3 separate regions of the Mus musculus genome follow, and all the other regions are linked to region 1. A link is a contact called in public Hi-C and promoter capture Hi-C data. All regions are on one chromosome and are shown on one strand. The core of a region is the stretch at or near the end of the contact, and the rest is flanking DNA. Distances in the headings are between cores, read along the strand shown.

What was found. Promoter capture Hi-C pulls out the DNA fragments that hold promoters and counts their contacts. Hi-C and Micro-C count contacts between places; a contact is called where the count stands out from the background.
Region 2: a Hi-C map of CD4 T cells shows a contact between it and region 1, with 3 times the contacts expected there. The contact joins the enhancer-like site here to the promoter of Ncoa3 in region 1. A contact is called at or near these places in 1 of 484 Hi-C or Micro-C datasets (CD4 T cells), 3 of 115 datasets of contacts at active chromatin or transcription factors (effector CD8 T cells, memory CD8 T cells and pancreatic cancer cells) and 1 of 9 other capture datasets (pancreatic islet).
Region 3: a contact with region 1 is called in a promoter capture Hi-C map of hippocampal neurons, with 5 times the contacts expected there. The contact joins the promoter of Slc2a10 here to the promoter of Ncoa3 in region 1. A contact is called at or near these places in 6 of 39 promoter capture datasets (the 3T3-L1 cell line, 3T3-L1-derived adipocytes, frontonasal cranial neural crest and 2 more) and 2 of 115 datasets of contacts at active chromatin or transcription factors (astrocytes and memory CD8 T cells).

Annotation. Positions count from the first base shown.
Region 1 is chr2:165,990,355-165,994,015 of GRCm38.p6, reverse strand. Ncoa3 (nuclear receptor coactivator 3) reads right to left here and starts at 1,379. Exons shown (of 23, transcript NM_008679.3): 1 at 1,258-1,379. It overlaps LOC115489489 (soluble scavenger receptor cysteine-rich domain-containing protein SSC5D-like), which reads left to right and starts at 235. Exons shown (of 2, transcript XM_030252296.1): 1 at 235-1,676. The coding sequence starts at 322. The coding sequence ends at 1,413.
Region 2 is chr2:165,642,871-165,646,939 of GRCm38.p6, reverse strand. All of the region lies in intron 1 of Eya2 (EYA transcriptional coactivator and phosphatase 2), which reads right to left. Among named protein-coding and RNA genes, the nearest start is that of Eya2, 50 kb to the right of the region's middle. Within about 2 kb of position 1,474, at least 29 of the 459 cell types and tissues checked have an H3K27ac peak or open chromatin away from gene starts, as enhancers often do.
Region 3 is chr2:165,501,373-165,505,167 of GRCm38.p6, reverse strand. It overlaps Slc2a10 (solute carrier family 2 (facilitated glucose transporter), member 10), which reads right to left and starts at 1,271. Exons shown (of 5, transcript NM_130451.3): 1 at 1,120-1,271. The coding sequence starts at 1,123.

The sequences.
Region 1 (3,661 bases), core at 130-2,629:
CAGAGATCTGTCAACCAAGCCGAGGGTCCCCGACATTTAAATCTCAGTCCAGAAACCCTGATACAGGACCTCTCATCTTATTCGTCCACCTAGCCCTTCAGCAGACAGGGGACTGACTCGCCTTCCTGGTTTTTAACCTCACAAGCTTAATTACAAAAACAAGTTGGCTTTGAAGCGCTACTCAGAAACTGCAACCAAAAAAAAAAAAAAAGGAAGTCTTCGCATTTGGGAGGGGGAAAAAGTTTCTCGACTTAAAGACACTTTCCAACCTTCCAGTGTCATACAGTGTGGAGTCCTAGGCTCCTGCTCCGCGGGCCTACGATGCTCTGGCCTCTCCGAGCTGCTCTCCTGCTTAACTTTTCCACCCTAGCCACCCTCAAGCTGCCTAGGGAAGTAGCACTGCCTCCCACTTCATTTAAACTACTGCAAACAGAATCAATGAACGAACCTAGACTGGGAATTTCAGAAGATGAAAGCGACCTCGATGATAGCCGACACAAGACGGCAGAGCCCCTATCCACGCCGCACAGAGAGGGAGAGACCCCACACTCATCCCATACAGACGGCCGACCCTGCATCCACGCTACACACACCTCGGACTCCTCATCCGCCAAGCATCCACCCTGGAGACATCGCGGACCCCGCATCCACCCGGTCCTCGCCCCGCACAGACCGCAGACCTTGCACTCACCCCTCGCACCTCCACTCACCCGGCACACACCAGCACACACCTCGCACACCGCACTCAGCTCCCTCGCCCAGCATCCACCCTGCAGACCCCCACACGCAGCCTGCATCCACCCCACACACCTGGCGGACTCCGGGGCCACCCAACACACCTGGCACAACCCGCAGACCCCCACATCCATGCCACACACCCCGCACACGCCACAGACCCCACTCTCACCCCGCACACACCCCGCGGGCACCGCACACTCCGTGTCCGCCGCGCCCGCTCGCAGCGGAGCCGCAGCTTCGGCCGGAGGAGCCGCCCGTGTCCGCTCCGCCGGGCGGCGCCGGCGGGAAGAGGAGACTCGGCTGAGCTTCTCCGACCCGAGATTCGGCGGGGGGAGCCCCAGCGGCAAGCAGAGGCCGCGGCCGCGAACTCCTCGCGACCCTGCACGGGCCCCGGAGCCCAGCGCCGCCCGCGCGATCCCTGTCGCCTGCGCCGCGCGTTACTGGCGACCCCAGGACCCCCGCCTCAGGCCATGCCGCCGGCCTCGCCCGCCGCTCGCCACTGCCTTTCTCTCCACTCACCGCTCGCCGCCATCTTCCCCAACGCTGTTCTCGATCGGAAACTCACAGCTCAGCCCCGGCCGCCGACACCGACTCCGCCGAGGCCGCCGCCGGCGCTCTGAGGAGCTGAGGCAGCCGCCGCTGAAGCCGCGGCGCGGGGGCCGCCGGGATTTGTAGTCCCGCGGCCACGCCCAGCACTACGGGTCCCAGGGGGCCGTGCGCGAGGCAGGGGGCGTGGCCGCGAGGCCTGGGTTCCCCTCAGCTCACCCAGCCGCTGGAGGTGAAGAGGACGTTCTGGGTTCGTTTTCCCGTTTGCCTGTCTCCATCCTGGAATTCCTGACTTCAATGGAGTGTTCATTGTGCGCCAAGCACCGTCCCACAAGACCAGTAGCTGAGGGGGCGTTGTCCTTACTTTTCAGAGGAGCAAACTGAGGCCCGAGGTCAGGAGCCCTGCTAAGTCACTGACTTGAAAAGGTTTCGGGCCTTGCGGTGATGGCACACGCCTTTAATCCCAGCACTCAGGAGGCAGAGGCAGGCGGATTTCTGAGTTCGAGGCCAGCCTGATCTACAAAGTGAGTTCCAGGACAGCCAGGGCTATACAGAAACCCTGTCTCGAAGGAAAAAAAAAGGTTTTGGCTCACAAGGTGTTGGTCCTCAGGTTTGGTCTCTGCGTATTGTGATTTAAACCAGAGAACAGCTTGCTTTACAGTGGGAATTACTGAGAGACAGCACCTTAACCAAGAACATCTTAAACTCGGTGCCACCAAAGGTGACTCAAACTGTCACGCCATGTCCCCGATAGGATGCAGTGCAGAAAGCAGAAAACTACCAAGTTAAGTGACCTGAATCTAACGGAATAGGAAAATAAATAAATAAATAATTTTTTAAAAAATTAAAGCGCAGAATGTGCAGCATTCTACAGAACCAGCCTCTCCTCCAAGAAAACCGATGGTAGCAAGTGAAGGCAATCCCAGTGACCCCATGGCTCCGGGGCAGAAACAGAAGAAACAAAAACTCAAAGTCCTCCTTCAAAGCAGGGATTTAAAGCCAAGTTGGGGATGGGGGTGAGGGGAGTCTGACCAAAATAAATAAGGCCAAAGTTAAATTCAATAAATGTAGGCCAGGCTAGACTCCAGTTTAGAAACCTGGCTGCCTCTGCCTCCCTAGTGCTGGATTAAAGGCATGCACTAGCAACCCCGGTTTATGGATAGTTCTTAGGTAAAAAGAACTTGTAAAGGAATTTGGAGTTAATGGGAAAAAATAGAGGACGTCTTGGGACACAACTGTATAAAATGTCTTCAGTGTGAATAAGACTAACCCTATCCTGAGGTTCTGCTGTCACCTCAAGGATTTCCCACCTGCACTACTTTACTGTTCTGCAAGTGTCCACTGTTTACCCTTGGAGTTATTCCCACAGCAGCCAAGTCCCAAACCTGGTGTGGTGGTGCACACCCTTAATCCCTGTACTCAGAAGGCAGAGGCAAGTGGATCTCTGAGTTCCAGGCCATCCAGGGCTACATAGAGAAATCTAATCTTAAAACTAAAAATAGTAATAATAATTCTAAATGTAACAAAAGTACATTAAAATAAATAATTACTGATTCAAGCACAGTACTGTACTAAAATTTTATCCATATTCAGACATATACATAATCTTTATATATGTATATGTTGAGAGCATAACAGATATGAACAGTAAAAAAATAATTCAATTGTTTCAGTAAAAGATCCAAAAAGAAGGCAGACATGCCGCTGCTTTGGGTGGGGTAAGCAGGTGACCCTGCAACAGCATCTGGCCGGTGCTAGAGCCAAAATTTAAAGTAGCTGATTGACTTGCTCAGGTAGATAATCAGCGAAGATGCTGCCTTCATCCTTCATCCTTCCCTGTTTGCCCAGACCACTCCTCCATGAAGGGATTGACTTGTGTCCCTTCTTCGAATTAGGCTTGGTTCTAAGACTGTTGCCCCAAGGAAACACAAGTCACAGGCCTAGAGCTTGAGAATGCTGCCAGCTCCTACTTCCTCCTTCCTGGCCCCAACTCTAGCTCTATGAGAATCCAGAGGGAAAGGAAGCACCAGTTGACAGAGGCTGAGGTCCCAGGCAAGACCCAACAGCAGCTGCCAGCCCTGCACACAGCCTTCTTGTACGTCCCTGTCCTTTGAGGGCCCCAGTGCTTACATCACCAACAAGATTAGCACCAGAGCTAGGCCTGGTAGGACACACCTGTAATCCTTCCATTTAGGAGGTAAAAGGACAAAGGTTATCCTCCACTATGTCTGAAATCCCAGGCCAGCCTACACATGGTATCCTGCAATCCCAGGACTCAGGAGGCTGAGGCAACAGGATTGTCAAGAGGACGGGGCCAGGCATGCAGGGCCACCCAATAAGAGCCTACTGGAAGGAAGAAAGATGGAGGGAGAAAGGG
Region 2 (4,069 bases), core at 225-2,724, 350 kb after region 1:
AGAGGAGAGGAGAGGAGAGGAGAGGAGAGGAACTAACACATTGAACATCTGAGCAGTGGCTGGTGGTGCTTGCTGGTGAAGGGACTGTCCTTTGGGTGACATCTGGCAGCATTTGGAGGTAGTTTTGGTTGCTACAGTTTGGGTAAGGGGTGGGTATAGTGGTCAGAGGTTAAGGACACGGCTAGATATTCCACAGGACACAGGGCAGCCCTGTAGCAAGGAGTCACCTGCCCAGAGTGGCAAAGGTACCAAGGTCAAGAGATGTTTTTTTTAGAAGAGAGCTGAGGAATGGGGTGGATGAAAGTTTCAGACAGGAGCTTGAAATTTAAAATTAAAAAAAAAATTACAAAAGAGGGCTAGGGTGATAGCCTGGCTGATAAAACATGTGCCACAGAAGCCCAAAGACCTTTGTCCGCATCCCTAGTACCAACATAAACCAGTGTGCGCCTGCAGTCCTAGGGGTGGGGCGACAGGGACAGGAGGATGCCCACTTGTCACCAGTGTAGCCAAGACAGTAAGCTCCAGGTAAAGTGAGAGACCCTGGCTCGAAAAAGAAAGTGCAGACCATCCGAGAAGATCCCCAACACCAATATCTGCCAGCCACATGGTCATACACACACATATCTGCCCACAAGAACAGGCATGCACACGCATACGCACAGGTGCGTGCGTGCACACGCACACATGCGGGCACACACACAGAGGGGCAGGGTGTGCTGAGGGAAGGCAGCCCTTAAGGCAGATGTCTGACGATATTAATATTCTCAAGTGGCCCCCAAGTGGGGGATGCGGGTGTGAGGCTTAGCTGTAAATTCTGCCTTGGCCGTGCAGAGGGTCTTGGAGAGAGGCCTGTGTCCATGACAGGTGTTACCAGGAAGAACCCACACTGGAGAAAATACCAGGTAAGTGTTTGCTATCCCTGGGCTGACCACATATATGGAAGGAAGCCAAATGTACAGAGGATGTGTATGGTGGCCCAGGAAGGTCAAGTGTCAAGATCCTAGCTGAGAACCTTGTGTACCTCTTGGCCTCCTGGTGTCTTAGGACTGCATACACCTCACTTGACAGGAAGGAAGGAAATGGAAAGAGACTCCCTTCATACACCTTCATTTCCTCCAAGAGGGCCTCCTCCAGGAGACTTCCCCTGTCTCATTGCCAAACCTGAGCCGCATGGCCATACCTGGCTAATCACCAACAAAGGGCTTAGTCTTAGCATCCAGGCAGGACCTGGGGTGGGAGGTCCTGGGGTGAGAGACAATGGCTACTGACTGAGCCTCTGGAGCCTTGTTGTGGCTTCAAAGGACCTAGTTCCATTACACCTATCCCTGCCCTCCCTGCCTTCCACCCCATCTGCACTTCATGTTCCTTCTGTCCTTGTACCTCATTCCCTTTCCTCACTGCTAGGCATTGTTACCCTGCCACTGCTTCCAGGAAGCCCTCCTGGGACACTCCCACTGCCAATCATGTTTCAGGAAGTTTCCATCCTGCTGCGTCCCCCTAGAGTGGTTTGCACAGCGCCCTGACCCAGTCTCACAGGCACCCTGTTTGTCAAAGACCACAAATCACGGTGAGGTGGACAGCCGAGTGTTCCCTTGCGTGGCACTCACCCTCTCTGTCCAGATCCTGTACCGTCAACGTGAGCCACCAGGTCTCAGGGTGCTGGTCCAGATAGACAGGTATCCTACCACTGCAGCTCAGCAAGAACCAGAACCAAACCCAACAGCTCAGTGCACAGTGGCCTGGCAATGCTGACTCTGTCCAAGTGGATGATAGCCTGTTACACTGTGTTAAATGAAAGGTTTCTCAGTTTGTTCCTATGGCTACTATAATATTTAAACTCTCTCTCTCTCTCTCTCTCTCTCTCTCAGTCTTTGTGTGTGTGTGTGTGTATGTGTGTGTGTGTATATGTGTGTGTATGTGTGTGTGTATGTGTGTGTATGTGTGTGCGTGTGTGTGTGTGTATGTGTGTGTATGTGTGTGTGTGTGTGTGTATGTGTGTGTATGTGTGTATGTATGTGTTTGTATGTGTGTGTGTATGTGTGTGTATGTGTGTGTGTGTGTGTGTGTGTGTATGTGTGTGTGTGTGTGTGTGTGTGTGTGTGTAACCCACACTTTTGGGACCACATTGTTTGAGACTTTGGTGTAAGCTCCAGGAGGGTAGAGTGTGAAACCAGATGGTTTCTGCTGTGTCCCTAAGGCTCAGATCAGAGGCTGCAATAGACTATGCATTGAATGAATTCTTGTCCAGTGAATGATTAGATGAACAGATGAATGAATGAATGAATGAATGAAGTTTAAAAGACTTCACTATGTTCTTGTTCCCGTCCTGATTGTTGGGCTGAGCATGTAGCTCAGTGGTAGAACCCTTGCACAGCATGTACAAGACCATGGGCTCCATCCCTGGTGTCACAGAGTTGACACTGTGGTTATCACTCCCTTCCCACACACTTTCTAGACTCCTCAAGGCCACCTCATGGAATCAACGCTGTCACCCGCTCACCTCGTCCCAGCCTGCATGGCTACCAGCCTTCAGACTGGGGTTCTGTAAACACAGCCGGCTCCCCCACCCTCCTTGTGGGGCTCCACCCCGCCAGAGGAGACAAAGCCAGAGAGCCAGGACTTCCCAAGAAAATCAACAGACAGTGGCTTGGAAATGTTGTCAACCTTGACTGGACAAACATTCTGAAAAAGGGCCACTCGTCATTACAGGGCCCAGCCTGGCAGACAGGAGCCAAGGCAAGCTAAGCAGTGCCAAGCCCAGCAGAGTCAGGAGGCCAAGCCTCACAGCGTCTGGGAGACTGGACAGGCCCGGGCCCGAATCAACCAGGTGGGATCACCTGTCTCCCTCCTGAGCCAAGGAAAACAGCCATTGACAATGGGAAGGCAGGACCAGCCAGACTCTGGAGGTATGAGACACAGGCTCAGGCCCCAGAGAGGCACTTAGGGCTCAGGTATTCTTAGAGGCTGAGGGTGAACTGTGAGTCTGAGGGATTCCCCAGGTCTGGAAATCTAACTTGGGTCTACAATTGCTGGTCAGAATTAGAGACAGGAGACTACAGATTTGAGAGATCAAAAAGCAGTTGAGCTTTGTCTCTTGATCCCTTTGTTCTGGAGGTAGGGAGTCTTGGGTGTGAATTCCGCACCCATTCATGGTTGACCTTGCTCAGTGAGGTCAACGGCTCTGCTCTCTCTCGGTGAGAGGCTGTAAATGCAGGCAGGCTGGGGCCTGAGTGCTGATACCCAGGACCTCAGAATAAGAGCTGAGAGGATGCCAGGGAGTGAGGGCAGAGGTGGACATGAGCCCTCCATTCCCCATTGGCTGCTTGCAGTCAGTTGTTTCAACACAGCCCGGCCGCTCACTTGTTGGAGCAGGCTGAGGGACTGCTTCTGCCATTCTTTGCGGCTCAGGGACTCACCTCTCCAAGCACACCCTTGGCTGATCTAGCTCTCAACAAAATCTTCCATCCTCAGCCCACGTCTCTCCTTGAGGCCAGCCAGCATGTAGCTGTCACATATGCTGCAGGATCATGCCGAGGGACTCGCAACCTCACTGTGGCTCATCTACATGTGTGTGTGGTACATGTATGTATGAATAGGGGCGGGGGATGCAGGTATAGGTGGATGCAAGAGGTGACCATGGTGTCCTCCTCAGTCACTTCTCCACTTCATTTGTTTGTTTGTTTATTATTTCAAGGTAAGGTCTACCATTGACCCTGAAGTTTATGTTTCAGCCACACTACCCGGCTGGTCAGCCTCTGAGATTTATGTACACACCTCCCCGTGTAGCACTGAAGTTAAGGACACACCCATCTTTTTAATCAAGTGCTAAGGATCCAAAGTCAGACCCTTTGCTTGTGCAGCAAACATTTCACTCACTGCACCATTCCCGAGCTTCCCCCCCACGCCCTCCCCCCACCCCCAATTGAGACAGTTTTATTCAATAGCCCAGGTTGGCCTAGAACTGTGTACACCAGGCTGGCTCCGGAATACAGCAAATCTCTGTAGACCTTCCGAGTGAGTGGTGAGGTTACAGGCATGAACCTGTAATCACACAACTTGCTGGGAACGG
Region 3 (3,795 bases), core at 22-2,521, 490 kb after region 1:
GAACCTTTCTGTGAACCACGTTATCTACAAATGGGACAATAGCTATCTCACAACCAGTGTTAGCTACAATGACTCTCCCCTGAACAGCCTAGGGTAAGGTTTTAACAGACAAATTACCCCATCCATCATTGCAGCTTGAATCCTCCAGCTTCCCTTGTCATTTGGAATGACATCCAAAGATCTCTTCATAGCCCAGCATGATCTGTCCCCTACTCGACTCTCAGCCCCCTCCCCTTATCCACTGAGTTGCTGTGCTACTGGCTTGGACCCCAATGTGCATTTCTGCCATCTGGGAGCACACACACACACACACACACACACACACACACACACACACCTCATTCCACCCCCACCTCCCACTCCTACTCCCCCACCTTTCCCCCCAATCCCCCCACCCACGTCTCAGCAAAACCCACTTCTGAGCAAGGCTTCAGGTCTGCCTTGGTCTCCTTTGCTACCAGAGGAACATACCTCCTGGCCTTCGTACCCCTGTGTGTGCCACAGCTCCTGTTCATTACCTGGTCCCCAGCTTCTCACCTCCGAGACTGAGAGCAGAGTCTCTTTCTTCACTGTGTGTCCCAGCCCCTCCCTGCGCGTGCTCTGAACCTCATGCCCACTGAAGAATGAGAAACTGACTATGCTAAAGGCATTTAAGTTTCTGAATCCAGAAAAGATAACAGAAATCTTGACCCCCTGTCCTCCTGGCTGGAACTCTGCATTAGTGGACCTGTCTCCTCTCACTGAAGTCAAATCCAGCCCAGGAGTTCCATCTTAATCTGTCCCTGTCAGTGCCCTGCCCCTAGGGCAATACCGAGCACTGAGGTGCTCAGCGACCTGCTGGCTGGCTTGGTTCCGGGGTCTATGACTCAGTTTGCAGAACTGGAGTCCCCTCAGAGCCCCCAACAGCCTCAACACCCCAAAGCGACCATGTCTGTGGAACTATCCCAAGGCCCTGTCTGCAGAATCATTGCCCTGGGGCTCCAGGGGGCTCCCTGCGGCCAGGCCACTCCCCTGGAAGGCGGATGGACGGGCGGAGGGGGTGGGGGGGGGGGACCGCCCTGCCTTTCGCAGGGTCCAGGGGAGGGGAGGGGTGGATCGAGATCCGTGGCCGCGACTTACCCATAGCTAGCGAGTAGCGCTGGGCGGCAGGGCTGGGCTCTGGGTCCCGCGTGTCCTGGTCAAATCCCCGCTGTAGCAGTGGCGGACAAACTTTCCCCAGAGCTGGGGCCTGCGCTCTCCCTCCGCCACGTTGGCCAGCCCGGTCTGAGCCTGGGGGGCGGGACGGAGGGTAGCCCGGTACCGCCCGACAGCCAATGCTGTGGCGGCCCTGCTGCCCCACAAAGGAACTTACTTCAAGTTTCCCCGGAGAAACTGTCACTCTACAAATAGTTTCCACAGTCACTGTGGCCCACCCTTCACTGGCCTGCCCAGTGTACACACACAAACACACACACACACACCCTGTGCCAGGTCTCACCCATATTCACACACACACACACACACACACACATCCTGTGCCGGCCTCTCCCATGTGTACCCCCACCCCCACCCCACTCAGCACCTCTGACATCACAGCCATTCAGCACCATTCCCTCTCCATCCCACAGGAACACTGGCTTGGACTTGGGGTGCCCCAGGGAACAAGGCAGACAAGGTCCTTCTTCCTATGGCGCTTACTTCTAAAGGCAGAAGAAAAAATGATCTAAAGGAGTCAGAGGAGCCCAGCAGTATAAGGAAGGGCAGCTGGAGAGCATTAGCCTGGGCACCGAGCCAGGCAGCTGGGGATGGCTGGGTTGGTTTGTCCTGATGGACCAGGCCCTGGGGACAGCAAAGGGGACAGCAAAGGAGCCAGTGGGGAACAAAGGAGCATACGAAGTGAAGGCTGAGGGTCTGGAATCTAGGGGTTCAGAGAGGTCAAGTGGAGAGGAGTGGGTGGACCAGGGCGCCATCCTGAGATCTTGGGGTTCTGTCAGGAATATAAGTGTTGGGTTCACTGCAGTGCTGGGAGCTGAAGTTAAGGCCTTCCGTATGCCAGGCAGGCACTCTGCCATGGAGTCTAGCCCCAGACCAGGAACGAGGAGTTTTATCCCAGTTGAAGGAGACAAATTCTGATGGTTACATGGGCAAGGATGGGAGCTGGGCAGCTGATGCAAAAAGAGAGGAAGCCATTTTGATGCTGATGGTTGGGATGGAGACATGTAGGCAAATCAGGGGAAGGCTTGGTAAAGATTGCCAGGAGGCTGGGCAGGGAGACGTAGGGTTCTGTGCCTACTGCCAAATGGCTTTGGGCATCCATGTAGAATGGAGGAGGGGATGGCTTTGACCCCTAGGTTAGGGACAATGCCAGTAATTCTCACTCCAGGACCAGAGGCAGGCTCAGCACACAAGTGAGCACAGCCCTCCCCAGCCTCTCCTTTGCTCACACACAGGCTTTGTCTCAGGAGCACTTTCTCCAAGAGGGCCAAGTGCCTTAGGAAAACACAAGTACCTTGACTGTGATGGTTTGTGTATGCTCAGCCCAGGGAGTGGCACTATGAGAAGGTGTGGCCCTGTTGGAGTAGGTGTGGCCTTGTTGGAGTAGGTGTGTTACTGTGGGTGTGGGCTTTAAGACCCTCATCCTAACTGCCTGAAAGCCAGTATTCTGCTAGCAGCCTTCAGATGAAGATGTAGAACTCTCAGCTCCTCCTGTACCATGCCTGCCCAGATGCTACCATGCTCCCATCTTGATGATAATGGACTGAACCTCTGAACCTGTAAGCCAGCCTCAGTTAAGTGTTGCCCTTTGTAAGAGTTGCCATGATCATGGTGTCTGTTCACAGCCATAAAACCCTAACTAACTAAGACACTGACAAAGAGATGTTTGTAGACCAGACCTTCTGAGGCAGGGCCCTTTGGAGTCTGGAAAGACTACAAAGTTTGAAAACACAGCCCAGAATTTCTCACTCTCTCTCCCTAGTGTGTGTACACCAAGAGATTGCAGGGAGTAGCAAGCCATGTGACAGCTGGGCTGAGACCCTAGGACGCTGGGACCCTGACCCTCAAGGTGAGTCTGACTGAACTGGGATTGGTGGCACACATCCATAAAGCTGGCAACTGAGAAGCTGAAGTAGGAGGATTGAGGGCAGCTTAGACTACTCAGGGAGACCCTGTCTCATACAGCTGACGATGACAAAGTCCAGCTGCCAGCCCTGCTGTGAGGAAGCCCACACTGACAATATATGTAACACTATATAACACTATATCTATCTATCTATCTATCTATCTATCTATCTATCTATCTATCTATCTATCTATCTATATGCCTCGATATATAGTCCTAGCATCTGGGTCATCTCAAAGCCAGGCTCTGTGAATGATTCCAGCCCCCAGGAGTCCTGGCCAGCCTAGGCATTAGAGATTATATGGCCATGACAGATAGAATTTAAGCCCCCCATGTCCCATGCATGAGTTTAATAAATGCTTGATCGAGCTGCATCAATTTGTACAGCAGTAATAACTGGACTGAGCACCGAAACCATCGAGAGAATCTACTTTTGATAATTACCTAATATCGTTAGTGTTTTACCTCCTCATTAACCCCACCGGAGCCTAAGGAGGTAGGAATCGCCACAATCTAACTCCATGTTGGGGGACAAGAAAATCGAGGCCATTGTAAATGAGGAAAATATCTAATAAAAAAAAATTGAGGCCAAGGGAGACGGCACACTTGCCTGAGACTCTTTTGCAATTCTCAGCCAAAAATAACCAAGAGCATTGACTTATGGGAGTGAAGGGTTAGGTTGGCTCATGGTTTCA